Regions from separate parts of the Drosophila melanogaster genome. Here region 1 is linked to region 2. A link is a contact called in public Hi-C data. All regions are on one chromosome and are shown on one strand. The core of a region is the stretch at or near the end of the contact, and the rest is flanking DNA. Distances in the headings are between cores, read along the strand shown. Region 1 holds the start of Taf2 (TBP-associated factor 2). Region 2 holds the start of CG32052.

Region 1 (2,895 bases), core at 211-2,710, 100 kb after region 2:
AATCGAGAATAATGCCGCCATACTGCTCCTCGTAGCGAACGACACGCGCCAGTTCAGATTGCACCCAAGCACGGTACTCGTTGTTGCCGAAGCACTTCCTGGAATACAATCCACACAGGTACTCCGCAATGCCCTTGGCCAGCCAGGTGTCCGACCAATGATGGGATGTAATAAAGCAGCCGAAGAATTGCTCAGCCACAGCGCGCGACATAAAGGTTCGAGATATATAGGTCTGATCGATGATAGCTATGGAGTGCAGCAGATTCACCGAAGCAATGCTCATAGTGGCATAGGCACTTATGTCCGTGTCCAATTCGTCTACAAACACTTGTTTGTAGCAACTGAATGGGTAGCGCGTAGATAAGGTCTCCTCGTAAAATTCAAATGCCTCGTGCAAATAGCGAACCGTATTTTTTAACAGCGGCAACAATCCGGGCAGACAAAAGTGGGTCACTTCATGCATGTGCGGATCCACGTAGATCTCAAACTGACCCACAGCCAGCGCAATATTTGGTGCACATACTGGTGTGCTAACCGAATAGTGGAAGGTTTTCTTTCGCAGATCTGGGGTCATAATGACTTCTAGAAGTTCTCCACACGAAACGGCGGTCATATTTTTGTCGACAGTGAACTCCAGCCGCCAGGTGCAGGGATCGGCGAAACTGTCCACGCAGGGAAACCACAATCTCGACGAGTTTTCATAGCAATTGGTGAACATATGCGAGCTGTTCATCTGTGTCTCCTCGTCCGTTGAAGCGGGTGGTATGACAAAATGTACGCCGCATTTGGGATTCTCCAACGAGAACTCGATGCGGATGCGCAGACCCTGACCCTCCTGGATCATAGAGTAGCCCTCGGGCGGAACCTGGATGAGCAGTTCGCCGTTGTTCACATCGGGATCGGTGTACTGGGCGGCGGTCAGATGATGCTTGGAGTAGACCTCCAGCGCGCGGCTCTTGTGCTCCTTGTAGCAGATGTTCTGGAAGGGATCGAAGTACGTGAAATCCGCCTGGCAGACATCGTTCAAAACGACGCTGTAGATTCTCAGCTGCTTGGCATTCAGGCGTATCAGGCGCAGATTCTCGCTGTTCGGCACAATGGTCAGCTCGACCACGCCCTAAAGGGAGGAGGTGTGTTATGTTTTGTACATATTTAAGTGTATCTAAGTTATATCCTTACGATTATGCTCCTCCGCTCGAAACTGATGCCCGTGAGGCTCACAACCTGATGCGCCGTGCTATTCAAAAGGGAGAACTCATTATTTTTGGATTCCTAACAGAGCAGGGTGAATACTTATAATTTAAACGGTCGCAGCGGCACCTCGGGCACCTCAGGTTGCGTTTCCATCGCTCAAATGCCGGTTCTGCGCCAGAATTTATTAACTAATTTGCGTTTGTTATAAAAAAAAACACAGCACTGTTTAACTTCTTCTTCTTCTATTGAAAATGCCGACAGGGCTAAAAAAATACCAAATTCATTCGGATAAAGATGGCAACTCTGCGCGACAATGTAGCCCTGCTCGCCTTTTTTTAACCCTCGAAACGTGTTGGGTCTTCAATATTGACACTAATTTAATAGTTTACGTTCGTAAACAATATAGACTACATAACTACTTCTCTAATACCATAAAAATACATTTTTTAGAAAACTAAAATTTATTAAAAGCTATATTTGTTTTTATTGAAACTGTTTAATAAAACAAAATTAATATTTCTATAATATATTTTCTGAGTTAATAAATGAATTAGAATGTTATAAATATTTCATTCTGCATTTTCAAAGCTTTTTTGATTGCACATGCATATTCAAAGAAAATTTATACAGAACGCGCAAGGGTTAAAGATTATGAATCATTTACCGAGAAAGTTAAATTTGGATACTTCTCCCATTTAAAGCGTACGATTCTCAGCGAGTCAGCAGTTTTACCACGGCAGCGAGTTAATAAACATCTGGATATCATCCAGTTCCGTAGTTTTAGCCGATTTGCAACGCCATTAGTAGTTAGATTTAGGGAAAAACCAGTGCGTGGACGAGGAAAACCACAGCGAAAAACCAGTAAAAATGTACGGCATTGATAATTACCCCAAGAATTATCATGCCAGTGGCATTGGCCTTGTCAATTTGGCGGCCTTGGGCTACAGCAAGAATGAAGTCAGCGGCGGGAACGAAGGAGGAGGAGCTCCCAAACCCAAAGCGGGTCTCTACCCCTCGTTGCCCTATCCATCATCCGAATCCGTGGGCGGAATGCCATATGTGGTAAAGCAGACGAGTCATGCCCAGAATGCTTCGTATGCGGGACCCACCATGGGCATGGGAATGCCCGTGCCAGAAGCCCCCTCAGCGCCGGCTCCATACCCCAGTGCCACGCCATACCCTGGATCAGGACTTTATCCTAGTCTGCCATCAGCCAACGTATCATCGCTGCCGTACCCCACTGCGCCTATGGCGCCCTATCCAACCGGAATGCCCTATCCAACTGGCATGCCGCAGCCCAATCTACCCTATCCGGCGGCTCCGCTCGCACCATATCCATCTGCCATGCCCGGTTTGCCCGGTATGCCAATGCCGTACGCTCCCATGCCAACGAGTCCGGCTCCCCAGCACAATATCGGATTCCCAGCACTACCATATCCCACGGCACCGCCACCGGAAAGTGCTCCAACCCAGGAGGAGGAACCTTCCGTCGGCGTGGCCGAGCTAAGCTTCACCAGCGTGAAGGTGCCCGAGAACCAGAACATGTTTTGGATGGGTCGCAAGGCCACTAGTGCCCGGCAGAACAGCGTAAGCAAAGGCGATTTCCAATCGCTGCGCGACAGTTGCCTGGCTAATGGAACCATGTTCGAGGATCCCGATTTTCCGGCCACCAACGCTTCGCTGATGTACTCACGACGACCG
Region 2 (2,860 bases), core at 230-2,729:
CATATATATAGCATTATACATATTTGTATAATATATTTGCGGTGTCTGCACTTTTGTGATTGAAAGCGGTTGAAGCTGCAGAAGAAGGCGGAATCGTGTACCTAAATTGCAACTGAAATCAAGAGACAAATTAGATTATTAGCCAGAATGACTTGGTGGAGCAGAGAACAAAAATCATATTTTTGAGGCCAACAAAATCGGTTGCTGGTATATCAAATTTTAGCATCGTTACCTCTGACTTGTCAGAATTAGACAAATATCCTTCCCACGGAAAGGAGCGTCACACAATGATTGCATCACACGCAAAAGAAACCAACGAGCGGAACAAGTTATTAACTCGGTTGGAGACTCGCATGTATTATTAGCAATAATTGCATTTGCATATACACAAAACTATTATAAATTTGGCTTAGACCTATCAAATCGAAGCAATCCCAGCGTGGAAAACTAAGAGGAACCCGTAAACTATTTAACTTCAACTGGCGTAGTGATAATTAGTGTCAAACACACACAAAAACCTCCCCTTTAAGATCGAACGAACAATTGTTTATAACAAAAAAATCGTTTTAAGCACTTCAACCGGAGCTTTCTTTTAAAGTAAATGCTTCGCGTTTGAAGTGGCCGCTGTAAGTTTGCCTTCTTTGTACTTGTAGTCAGGATATTGAAAAACAACAAAAAAAAAAAAACACAAAAAACCAACACAAACACATTGTACTTATACATGACTATGTTATATACACCCGCATATACTATATAGTTCGATTCAATGATTATTCGTTCGGAGCAGCGTTGAGCTAAGGCCAAACCCAAACTATTTTTATGTAACTTGTATGTATGAACTTGTACTTATTTCTAAGTAGTTGTTGTCTAGTATTGTTTATTCAAATTCAAATAAAAATTTAAAAATCTTAAGAAGCTGTTTGATTTTATGGGAAAGAGATAAGGGGGGTTATAATGTATGTAAATATATAGTATAGTCTTTGATTCCTACTTTCTATTTATTTTTGATGAGCTATTAACATCTAATTCTACGATGGGAGAATTCTAAATGATATCCAATAATACGGAAAACTAAACCCTTTCAAGCCTCACCAATCGAATTATCAACATCAAAGCGTTACGCGCAGCTTAGTGTAAATGGCGCTTGGCAATTAAGCATACAAATTAGCCGAGTCAAACTTTTAGCCAACAAGTTGAACAAATCTTAATTTTATTTCCGACATTCCGGCATTTTCACCTTTCGCGACCTAAGGGGGTCCTGCCCTGCCCTGCCCCAACCCATTCCGAAATACCCCACGGCAGATGGACCGCCGCACATGGGGCAACTTGCCGCTCAAAGCTTGAAAAGGACTCAAATGCCAGGGGGAAAAGCGCTCAAAAGCTGTGTGCCCCACTGGAAAAGCTGTCCCAAAGAAATTCCGAACTCGACTCAAAGCGCTGACTGTGGGCCAATGCAATGATAACACCAAGTAGGCTACTGACAGTTGAAGACGAGCGTCCGTGAGCCACACACTTCTCGGATTACGACGCCGCCATCTCTAGATGTTCGTCAATTTACGTACTTCGTACTCCGTGTGAATCCGCATTAAGTTGGCGCGTTTTTATTGCCACGAATCCGGCCAAAAAAAAAAAAAATAAGAAAAGAAGAAAAGTGTCTCATCACGGGGCAAGTGAAATGTACGCATCGCATCCACATCCACATCCACATCCGTATTCGTATTCGCATCCGCTCGTCCCGGTTTCCATCATAACGTGACAACAATTTTGATTTGGTTGTGGTGCGCGAGTGTTTGTGCCGTAACTAAATACGGGTTTATTGTGGTTTTGCTGCTTGTGCTTCTGTTGCTGCTGCCAGTTTGCCATTTTGCCATGTCATTTGCCACTTTTTTGTTGCCACCCAATTCATTTGCCATAATAAATGCAAATTCGAAGAGCTTGTCACCCACAAAGCGCCGAGAAAAACATACACATACCCATACACACGCACATTACCGTAAGAGCACAAACACACACTCACTCATACACACAAACACACACACACACACTCACACATCGCGAATCGTGTATTTGTGCTAAAGAAAATTGCAACAGCCAAGCGCCTGAGGATATGCCACAGAAATGCACGACACATTACACATACGCCTTGTTGCACACAAATTATGTAATATCGCATTAGGAGACCCCCCGCTCGACAATGCCAGCGAACTGGACTTCTGTTGGCATATTGATGGTTACGCTCGTTGAGCTTCTTAAGCGATAATCGAATGCACTGAAGCAAGCCAATTTCGAGCAGAAACCTAAACATTCGCATCCTTGGAGTTCATTGGGCACATCAAATCAAAGAAACAACTTGCAATATTGCAATCATTCCAATCTTCAATCAGGGGCACAATAACCTCACCAAAACGAAGCTGAAGCTTTCTTAATATATGGTTTTATATGTATTTTAACAGACAATGTATTTCTCTATTCTAGGATATGTTGTTAACTGAGCATTTTGAAAGTTAGCAGAGAAGCGTTTGTTTATCGACCTCAAGATATAATGTATTTCAGTTCGAATTTAGCAGTTGACATATTTAAAGCGCACTTGCACTTATCTCATTAAATATTTATAAGTTTTCCGAAGGGATGATTGATTGGCTGTTAATTTGTGGCAAAAATATCTTGGCTTAAGCAAGTGAGCAAGATATACACAATGAAATGATACTAACGATACTTAAAAACGTGTTCAAACTCTTGTCAATATTGTAAAAAATATTCAAAAAAGGCAAACAACATTCTCTTTCATTTAGGAATTTGGTCAGATGACCATTTGAATAATTTTTTAACCATTTATCAAAACTGAAAGCTGCCCAAACGC

The links. Hi-C and Micro-C count contacts between places; a contact is called where the count stands out from the background.
Region 1: a contact with region 2 is called in a Hi-C map of the Kc167 cell line, with 2.2 times the contacts expected there. A contact is called at or near these places in 11 of 107 Hi-C or Micro-C datasets (the Kc167 cell line, the OSC cell line, the S2 cell line and 2 more).

The regions. Positions count from the first base shown.
Region 1 is chr3L:9,887,223-9,890,117 of dm6, forward strand. Taf2 (TBP-associated factor 2) reads right to left here and starts at 1,461. Exons shown (of 6, transcript NM_168387.3): 1 at 1,298-1,461; 2 at 1,180-1,234; 3 at 1-1,117. The coding sequence starts at 1,347. CalpB (Calpain-B) reads left to right here and starts at 1,540. Exons shown (of 3, transcript NM_079292.5): 1 at 1,540-2,895. The coding sequence starts at 2,062.
Region 2 is chr3L:9,785,567-9,788,426 of dm6, forward strand. CG32052 reads left to right here and starts at 1,480. Exons shown (of 6, transcript NM_001316482.1): 1 at 1,480-1,677. It overlaps Ae2 (Anion exchanger 2), which reads left to right. Exons shown (of 13, transcript NM_206312.3): 13 at 1-900. It overlaps Zasp67 (Z band alternatively spliced PDZ-motif protein 67), which reads right to left. Exons shown (of 8, transcript NM_001274726.1): 8 at 2,367-2,860.